Linked DNA regions of Mus musculus: region 2 is linked to region 1. A link is a contact called in public Hi-C data. All regions are on one chromosome and are shown on one strand. The core of a region is the stretch at or near the end of the contact, and the rest is flanking DNA. Distances in the headings are between cores, read along the strand shown. Region 1 holds the start of Tbc1d1 (TBC1 domain family, member 1). Region 2 holds the start of N4bp2 (NEDD4 binding protein 2).

Evidence for each region. A called contact is a pair of places that touch in the nucleus more often than the background predicts.
Region 2: a Hi-C map of B cells shows a contact between it and region 1, with 7 read pairs. The contact joins the promoter of N4bp2 here to the promoter of Tbc1d1 in region 1. A contact is called at or near these places in 2 of 39 promoter capture datasets (cranial neural crest and pre-B cells) and 1 of 484 Hi-C or Micro-C datasets (B cells).

The regions. Positions count from the first base shown.
Region 1 is chr5:64,157,991-64,162,110 of GRCm38.p6, reverse strand. Tbc1d1 (TBC1 domain family, member 1) reads right to left here and starts at 1,851. Exons shown (of 22, transcript NM_001310611.1): 1 at 1,606-1,851.
Region 2 is chr5:65,760,936-65,764,853 of GRCm38.p6, reverse strand. N4bp2 (NEDD4 binding protein 2) reads right to left here and starts at 1,333. Exons shown (of 20, transcript NM_001024917.1): 1 at 1,264-1,333.

The DNA.
Region 1 (4,120 bases), core at 602-3,101:
CTGCAAAGCTCTCCTTTGGTATTAATAAGTCATAACTACACCAAAGCTTTTCCCCTTTTCTATGGGTTTGTAAATGACTGAACAAATCCACACCCCCCCCCAAAAGCATCCCTTTTAATGGTCCTCTGCTGGTTTCAGACTGTCCATTGCACCACATTTGGTCCCTTGGTCATTAGTTCATACATGCAGCCTTTTATGGGGTACCAGCTAACTCACTGCAGCATCTACCACACAGTAGAGCTCACGGCACATCAATGGTTTCTTACAGATAAACTTAAGAGAGTTGGTCCCTTTAACTTGATAGGAACGAACATTAAAGACAGGCACATCAGAGGCTCAGCTTCCCATTGCTAAGAGTTTTGCAAAGCACCCACCCGTTTATGTACTTTTCATGCCTCTTCCTGGTTCCTTAAGAAAGTCCTCAGGGTTCCCAGGGAGGAACTGACTCTGCAGAAGGGGGGCACCGTGAATGCTGAGAAAAGAGAAAAGAACTCGCTAGCCTCAGCGAGCTCTCAGGCAAGGTAGTGAGACCCTGAAAAGTGATACATTCCTACCTTTGGGTACAGCTGCCCTCTCCTTCTCCCATCCCACCCCTCCCACCTTGAGCAGGCTCCACAAACAATAAAGCCTAAGTGTGGCCATTCTCCAACTCATGGGAATCCCACTTCACATCGAGGGGGTCTTAAAAGGGATCTTTGCCCATGGAGGTGCAACGCAAAAAGTTTAGAAGTTTAGACTTGTAGAGACAGCTGAGCTTCCTGGGTGTGACCCATTTAAATTAGGTCATTCAAAAATTCCCTTCTAACACCTGGCTCTAAATAGAAGAACGGCTTGCAGCCACTAAGAGGACGAAGGAGGGTTGTACGTAGGAGGTGAATGCCTGCCATCATCAGTACCAGGGCGCTGAAGATGTTTGCTGAGAGAAACACTCATCACTTTCAATTTCTTTTCCTTTTTAAGCAACTTCCGGAGAACAAGGCATTTAAAATAAAATCACAACCAGGAACGCCACACCTAGGTGGGGTTCAAACAGAACGACACATCTTTTAGAAAAGAAGAGAACAGCAACCTGTGAAGTTAGAGTGAGCCTCTTACTCACGTAGCAACCCGGAAGCTGCTAGGAAACAATCAAGCCGGGTTTCAAAATGACCAGCACAGGATGTGCCCATAGAAAGAAATGTTGCGTGCACCGAGAAGCTGCCAAAGTTACCGCTGCAAAGTACCCTGAACTTTCAAAAGGCGGCCTGGGGTCACTCTGACCGGCCTCGTCCGAGCTGGATGCCTTACAAACACTTGTGCCCCGGTGATATTTGGCGGGAGGGAGTGGGGCGGGATATGCAAGGAGGAGGAGCAGGGGACCTGAGCACCTTCGTCGCAGCGCAGAAAGCATCAAGGTTTCTCCCCCCCCCCCCCACCCCCAAGCAGAGGACAACAAGGTAGCTCTGAAATCCCGCCTCTTCCCCCTCCCCCACCAGAGCACCCCAAGAGACCCGGCAGCAACGCCCTTGGGTGGCGGGACCGCGCCTTCTCTGCAGCAAGGGAGCTCAGGGGCATGCTGGAAGTGGAGGGTTGCCCCGCACCCTAAGGACCCAAGGTGGAACCTACCAGTGAGGTGGCACGCTCAGAACTCCGGGCTGAGCTAGGGCGCGCAGGTGCTCCCGGGCACCCAGAAGATGGCCTGGGCGGGCGGGGCGTCCATGGTCCTCAGCTGGCTGTGCTCTTGCCGCCCCACGCTGCTGGGGTGGGGGTCCACTCCACAGTCTCTGCTTCTCTTGCGGGTTGAAGAGACGGTCGGTCCGAGGTGGCTTGCAGCAACAGGCACCGCGGTGTGGCCGGCGGCGGCGACAGCAGCTGAGGAGGAGGAGGAGGTGTCTGCGCGCGGCTCGCTCGCGTTTCCTCCTCCCGGGCTGGGCGAGCGCTGGGGAAAGCAGAGGCGGGGGAGGGGGACAGCAGCCGGAATCTCCCTAGTGAGTCCCCCGGGAGCCAAGAACAGGAGTAGATGCCCTCCCTTCCCCTCCGCACCAAGCGACTCTGGCTAGGCGACTCGGCCCAGACTGGCGAGTCACAGGCGAGCAACAGCTGCTGCAGTGCGGGTCCTCCGCGGCCTCCCTCCCCTCGCTCCCCAGCGGTCCATCCTCAGCCCGCCCAGGGGCCACCAGGCGCCACCCCACGAGAGCTCGGGGAAGGTGCAAGCATCGCCACCCCATCCAGCCTCAGCGCGAAGTCCTGGCCCGGAATATTCCCTGCGTGCTCACAAGTGATTATGGCCCTCCCGGCGGGATGTGTGGTCACACACCGGGCTCTTGACCGCTTATTTATAGCAGGTAGCCCTGCCCGAGGCTGTTTTGGCGTGCGAGGTTCTCAGCAGGTGGCAGCGGAGCCCGCGCTCCCTGAGGGATCCTGCTTCTCTGCACGCACCCTCCGAAACGGACCCGGAGATCACTGCGCAGCGTACCCGCAGGCCACCCAGCCACCAGCCCTTCCCCCGCCTCATCCTTCTTGCATTGGGGTCGAATGGCAGGATGGGGGCTGGTGGGGGGAACCAGGAACCGAAGCAGGATGGGACGCTGGCACTCCAGGCAGCAAAATCGGGGACTCAGAGAAACACCCGGGATGAAGTGCCCTCCGCGGATTAGCCTCTACTAAACCCATCTCTGGCCAGGTGCGGGGAGTGACGCAGAGCCCGGACCGCGCGCTTTTTCCCTCTCTGCGTGCGGAGCACACACACGCACGCACTGCGCGTCTGTGTGCACGCCAGAGAGCCACAGAAACCTCTCAAAGCACCATTCCCGCAAGTTAAAGAGGCAGACTCACTCCAAAGAGCAGAAGGGATCCAAGAAAAGTGAGCGGTGCACGTGGCTTGGATTGTATCTAGAGCCCTCCGTAGCTGCCATGTGGGGTTAGTTCATTCTTTATTACACCATAGTTTGTCTTCCTAGTTTCAGATCGAGAGAGAGAGAGAGAGAGAGAGAGAGAGAGAGAGAGAGAGAGAGAGAGAGAGAGAGAGAGAGAATGAATGAGAATAGATATAGCCAGGAATAGTCTAAGGAAAAGAGTGTTGATTGGTTCGTGGAAAATGCTCCGCAGGAAAAGATCAGGTTATCCAGCTAAACTCTATCGTCTTCAGCATCATACTATCACTGTTTCATGCTTTTATCTTCAACCCCATTGTTAAGTTGTCCTTCCCGCTCTGTGGCCTACAGACCATGGCTACTTCCAGAAGGTCACCACGTCAAGACAAGCGACATGCCAGCCATTGAAGGAGCATCCCAGCCACATTTGGACCTATTGCTTAACTACCCTGCCTGGCAGTCTCCACCATAGAAGGGACAGAGAATTTCTGGAGCATGCTTACAGAATAGGGCCAGAGCCACCTCATCTACCATTTCCTTCCCTTATCTTGTCCTCACCCTGCCACCTCCTCCCTGCAAAACGTTTGATTCTGGAGTGCAGGAAGGCTTAGCAGTCAAGTAGAGACCAGATGGTAAAGGAAGGCAGTGCCTGGGTAGAGTAGCCTAGTAGTCCAGGCTCCAGCTGGTGCTGGGAGGAGGGGGAGCAGTTCATTCCCCCATAAGCTCGCACAAATTCCAGCTCAGAGATGTATACCTTAGAGGCAAGAAACCATGCTAACCCTGACCTGGCCTGGGGAAGTGTTGTGCCCATGTACCAGGCACCAGGCAGCTATCTCTACATCACCTTTCTAGTTCCCAGACACACAATAAAGAATTCGGAACTTTAAAAAAAAAAAAAAACAAAAAACAAAAAACAAAAAACAAACAAAAAAAACAACCCTTAACTGACTTATTGTAGACCTCAGGAGACAGCCTGCCTGCCTCACCCTTTGGGTTCCAGCAGCTCAGGAAGAAATAGTAAAATCTCTAGATCAAGGCTGGCATGTGGGGTTTGCAGAGTTAAAGACTGTCAAACAGGAAGAGAAATCTGTAGTCTCACTGTGAGCAGTGCCAGCCAAGCTCTGGGCACCCACCTGCACCCGTTCTTGTTATAGGAAGGAAGTGGCTCCTCCTCCTGAGGCACAGGAGTTCCAACAGAGCCCCTAAGGCCATCTCTAAGGGGTTGAGACTGAAGTGCAGCAGCAGAGTTCCCTCTGGGCTATGGGATG
Region 2 (3,918 bases), core at 84-2,583, 1.6 Mb before region 1:
ACTGCCCCGCGGTCTGACTCCGTCTCTCGAAGCCCGGTTTTCGGAGAGCGAGAGGGAAAGTTACGGATGGGAAGGGGTGAGGGTCGCGGGCGCACCCGCCCGGAGGGAGGCCAGCCTGCCGGTGTGGAGTGAGCTTGCGAGCGAGCGTGCGTGCGTGTGGTTTGGAAGTGAGTAAATAAACAGCTCTACGGGCACTACCAGCCCGGGCAGGCGGCCCAAGTTCCCACAAGGCTCGGCCTGGGAAAACGGCGGGGCGCTCGCAGGGGCGCGAGGTCAAGTCGGGGCGGGAAGGCACCCGGAGAATCCGGGGGCGGGAGGGGTGTGTCGGGGCCTGGAGGCCCGCCAGGCGCTGGAGGAGCTGCCGGGGAAGCTGCCGCGGCGCCCGCCTTCGCTCGGCCTCGGGCCCCGCGCCAGGGCCCGCCTCCCGCGACGCCTCACTCCCCTTCCGCCCGCCCGCCCGCCCGGCCCGTGCCTGCCCGGGGTTGCCGCGTCTCTCGCTCGCCGCCCGCCTCGGGCCCTCCTCCTCTGGGACTCCGCGCTCCCGGGATCCCCTCCCGCTCTTTTCCTCCCCGAGTCCCGCCGCCCGCCTCGCCAACCTCCGCCTTTACCTGCTGCGGGAGCGGGGCGTCGAAGCCCCCGGGCCGTGTCGTCGAGTAAGCGCCGCGGGTCCGCAACCCTTTCCCGCCGCCGCCAGCCACTACGCTCTCCGGCGCGGCGCGGCGCGGCGCGGGGCTGGCGAGCAGCTGTGTCCGCGGGGCGGGGGTGGGGGAGACGCAGCGAGCGTGCGGAGCGAGGACACACTGCCGCTCTCCGTCCGACCGGGGAAGAGCAGCCGCGCAGGAGCCCGCCGCGAGAGGGCGGGTGGGCGGCCGCGTGGGGAGGGGTCTCGCGGCCGCCGCAATGGCTGCCACGTAGCCAGGTGGATCTCCGCCCCCGCCCCGGGGCCGCGACCTCTGCTGCTCCGCACACCCCCCACCCACCCACCCCGGGCTCTCCAGGATGCGTCGGCCCGCGCCCGCCACGGCGCCGGCCCGGAGACCCGAGCCCACCGGTGCTGGCGCCTCGCTGGCTCCGTTACGAGAAGTGAGTCCCGGGCCTGGCGGGAGGCGCAGCCCGGGACCCGCGGGGCCCCCCGAGGCTCTCCCGGAAGCTTGCGGCCCGCCGCTGTCCCCCGAGGGCTCCGGGGAAAGGCAGGCGCTGGGACCCCCCCTACTGCTGCCCGTGTAAGCGCCCCGGTGAGCCGCGGCCGGGTCTAACCCTCACCTCTCTCCCGAGCCCGAAAAGCAAAACAAGGTCGTTCTGGCCCTGGGCAGCGAGGGAGGAACTAGGAGCTGGGGCGGGCGGGACTGCAGCTGCGAGGTCGGCGGGGCGAGGCGATGGGCCCCGCGCTGTCCCCCACGGGGGCCCGCTCACTCGGGGCGGACGGGCGGCGGCGCCCCGCGGGAACAAAGGGCCCCGCGGCCCCAGCAACCGGGACGGAGGCTGCCGGGATCCAGCCCGCGCCGCCAACGTGCGGTCGGAACCCGCTGGCCTGAGCCCAAAAGAGCTGCGGCCTTTGCCAGTGTGGAGCTGGAGTTTTCAGGTGCCAAGAAAAAGCAACAGTGTTCCCTTTCCCTGTTAACGATCCTGGATGATTAGCCCGTCCCCTAAGCCCGCTCCATGTTTTTCCTTGTTGGACTCTGACTTCCTTGCTTAATTTGTTCTGTCCTGACATGAAACGATCAGAGTACAAAAGTGTGTGTCTCTCTCTAGCCTTCTGATTAATGATGCTACTGGTCGTTTCGGAGTTTTTAGTTTTGTTCTTTTTGTTTTTGTGTCTGTTTTCTCCTGGACTTTCCTCTCTCTTTGCAATTACTTTGTATTTTTCACTGCCCCCCCCCCCCGTAGTAAAATAACCTCTTGATATTCATCCACATCAGAGAGACAGATTATCTGTCAATTGTTATGGCAATTATTTAAACTGAATGTAGATTTGGAAAGAATACAAGTGAAAAAAATCCCTTTAGATCTGGCTTGAACATTCTCACACTCAATGAGCAAATGGTCTAGTGGGGTTTTTTCTAGAAACTGGTGTATTTAAGCAAAGAAACTAGTGTACTTAAGCAAATAAATGTTCTAATGAAATCTCCCACACAGAAAAGAATATGAATGGATGTGTTTTTTATTTTCTTTGTCTTTTTAGAGATCTCTTGAGTTTCAGTGTTTAAAAATATATACTATACAAACATCTTTATTAAGGCTTATTCTAAATATGGTAAACAAAAGAAATTTAATAGTCTACAATCCCGAGCGTAAGTAGCTACTGCTGAGAACCTAACATTAATCTGTTTCTAAGCAGCTATTAGGAGCCTAATAACTGTAATATATGCCACTTTTGAAATGAAAGAAACTTAGTAATTATAGACTTCAAACAAACCTAGCAAATTTATATTAATTTTGTTCATCTGAAATATGTTCAACGTGATAATAAAAACTTGTATTTAAGTTCTTGAATTTCTTTTGAACATCTGTTAAGGATTTATCACATCTTAAGTCCAAATAATAAAAGGGGGGAATTCTTAAACATTAGAAAATATATTTCAAGGGACAGCACCACCCAATCTGAATTACTTTTGCTTACTATGTCAAAAGAAAAGTATCAAACCCATAAAATTCTCACAGATGTAAAGAACAAAGCCATCTTTACCAGTGTGCACAATGCCAGGCTTGCTTTATGAATACTTCCAAGGACTCCTCTTTCCTTATTGGCTCACATTCTAAGCCAATAGGAAAAGTACAACACATCTTTCAAAGGAGGAGACAGCATTGGAATAAATGGATTGTTTATCACATTCATTCTCTCTCCAGCTTAGGTCCTGTAGTTTCAAAGGAGACATGTAAGAGTCTGAATTACTGAGTCTCCAGACAGGGGTGCTACTTCTCAGGGGTGCAACTCCACCTCTGCAGTCTTCCAGTTGACTAGAGTATAATTGGTTATAATTAATTGTGTGAAAGTAGTATTTAAAATACCAGATGAATATGTAGAATGGCAAAATGCTACCAGCTAATACTTTTAATAATGAGGTGACTACTCAAATTTTAGTTAAAAAACTGGCCCTTAAAGGAACTAGAGATTTGTAAATGTTTTCAGAACATTTGGAACATATTTATTGTATAAATTATAAAGCTGTTTGTTTATATTTGCATTTGGAGCCTAAGTATGATTTCATTGCCACAAAAAGTAATGTATGGCACCTTTATTTCCCTCTGCTTAATTCTAGATTTTACAGATGTATGATCTCTTACTGGATTACCAACTCCTGGAAGATAGGTTGTTTCCTGCTCAGCCTTGTATTCCTCACTGCCAAATTCAGAAACTTGTACAAAAGAAGCAGTGTGCTATGTTAAAGATGGGATAAACAGGGATAGCAAATCAAAAAGTCCATCTGCTTCTCTCCTTAGTTACATAATAGCAGATCAGTTGTTTTAGTTCCCCTGTCTTCAGATCTCATCTCTCATAAGGTCTGGGAATGTAGCTCAGTAACACCCTACTTACTGTTCTTGTCTCGTGTGTGAAGCCTCAGACTACAAAAGCCAAACAAGTCCCATGGAAATGGGATAGTAGGTGCTACCGCTGTTATCTAAAGTAAACACGTTTCAGTGGATTGTGTCCTTACCACATAGACAGTGGTGTTCTGTGCCCTCAGAGTTGCTTCAGTACTCCAAAGTCAGTTACATCTTTCAGGTAACACTCATAGTATCTATTCTGTGATAAGCTGTGAACACGTGTTAGAAACTCAATGTGAGTGGGCTCGATCAGTGAAGAAAATGTAATTTCCTACAATTGTCCATCTATAAAAAGCAGGTATTAACACTTAAGATTTTCAGGGTTGCAGATATGCACACTGCATCGTTTGCCATGAAAGTGTGAGGGCTAGC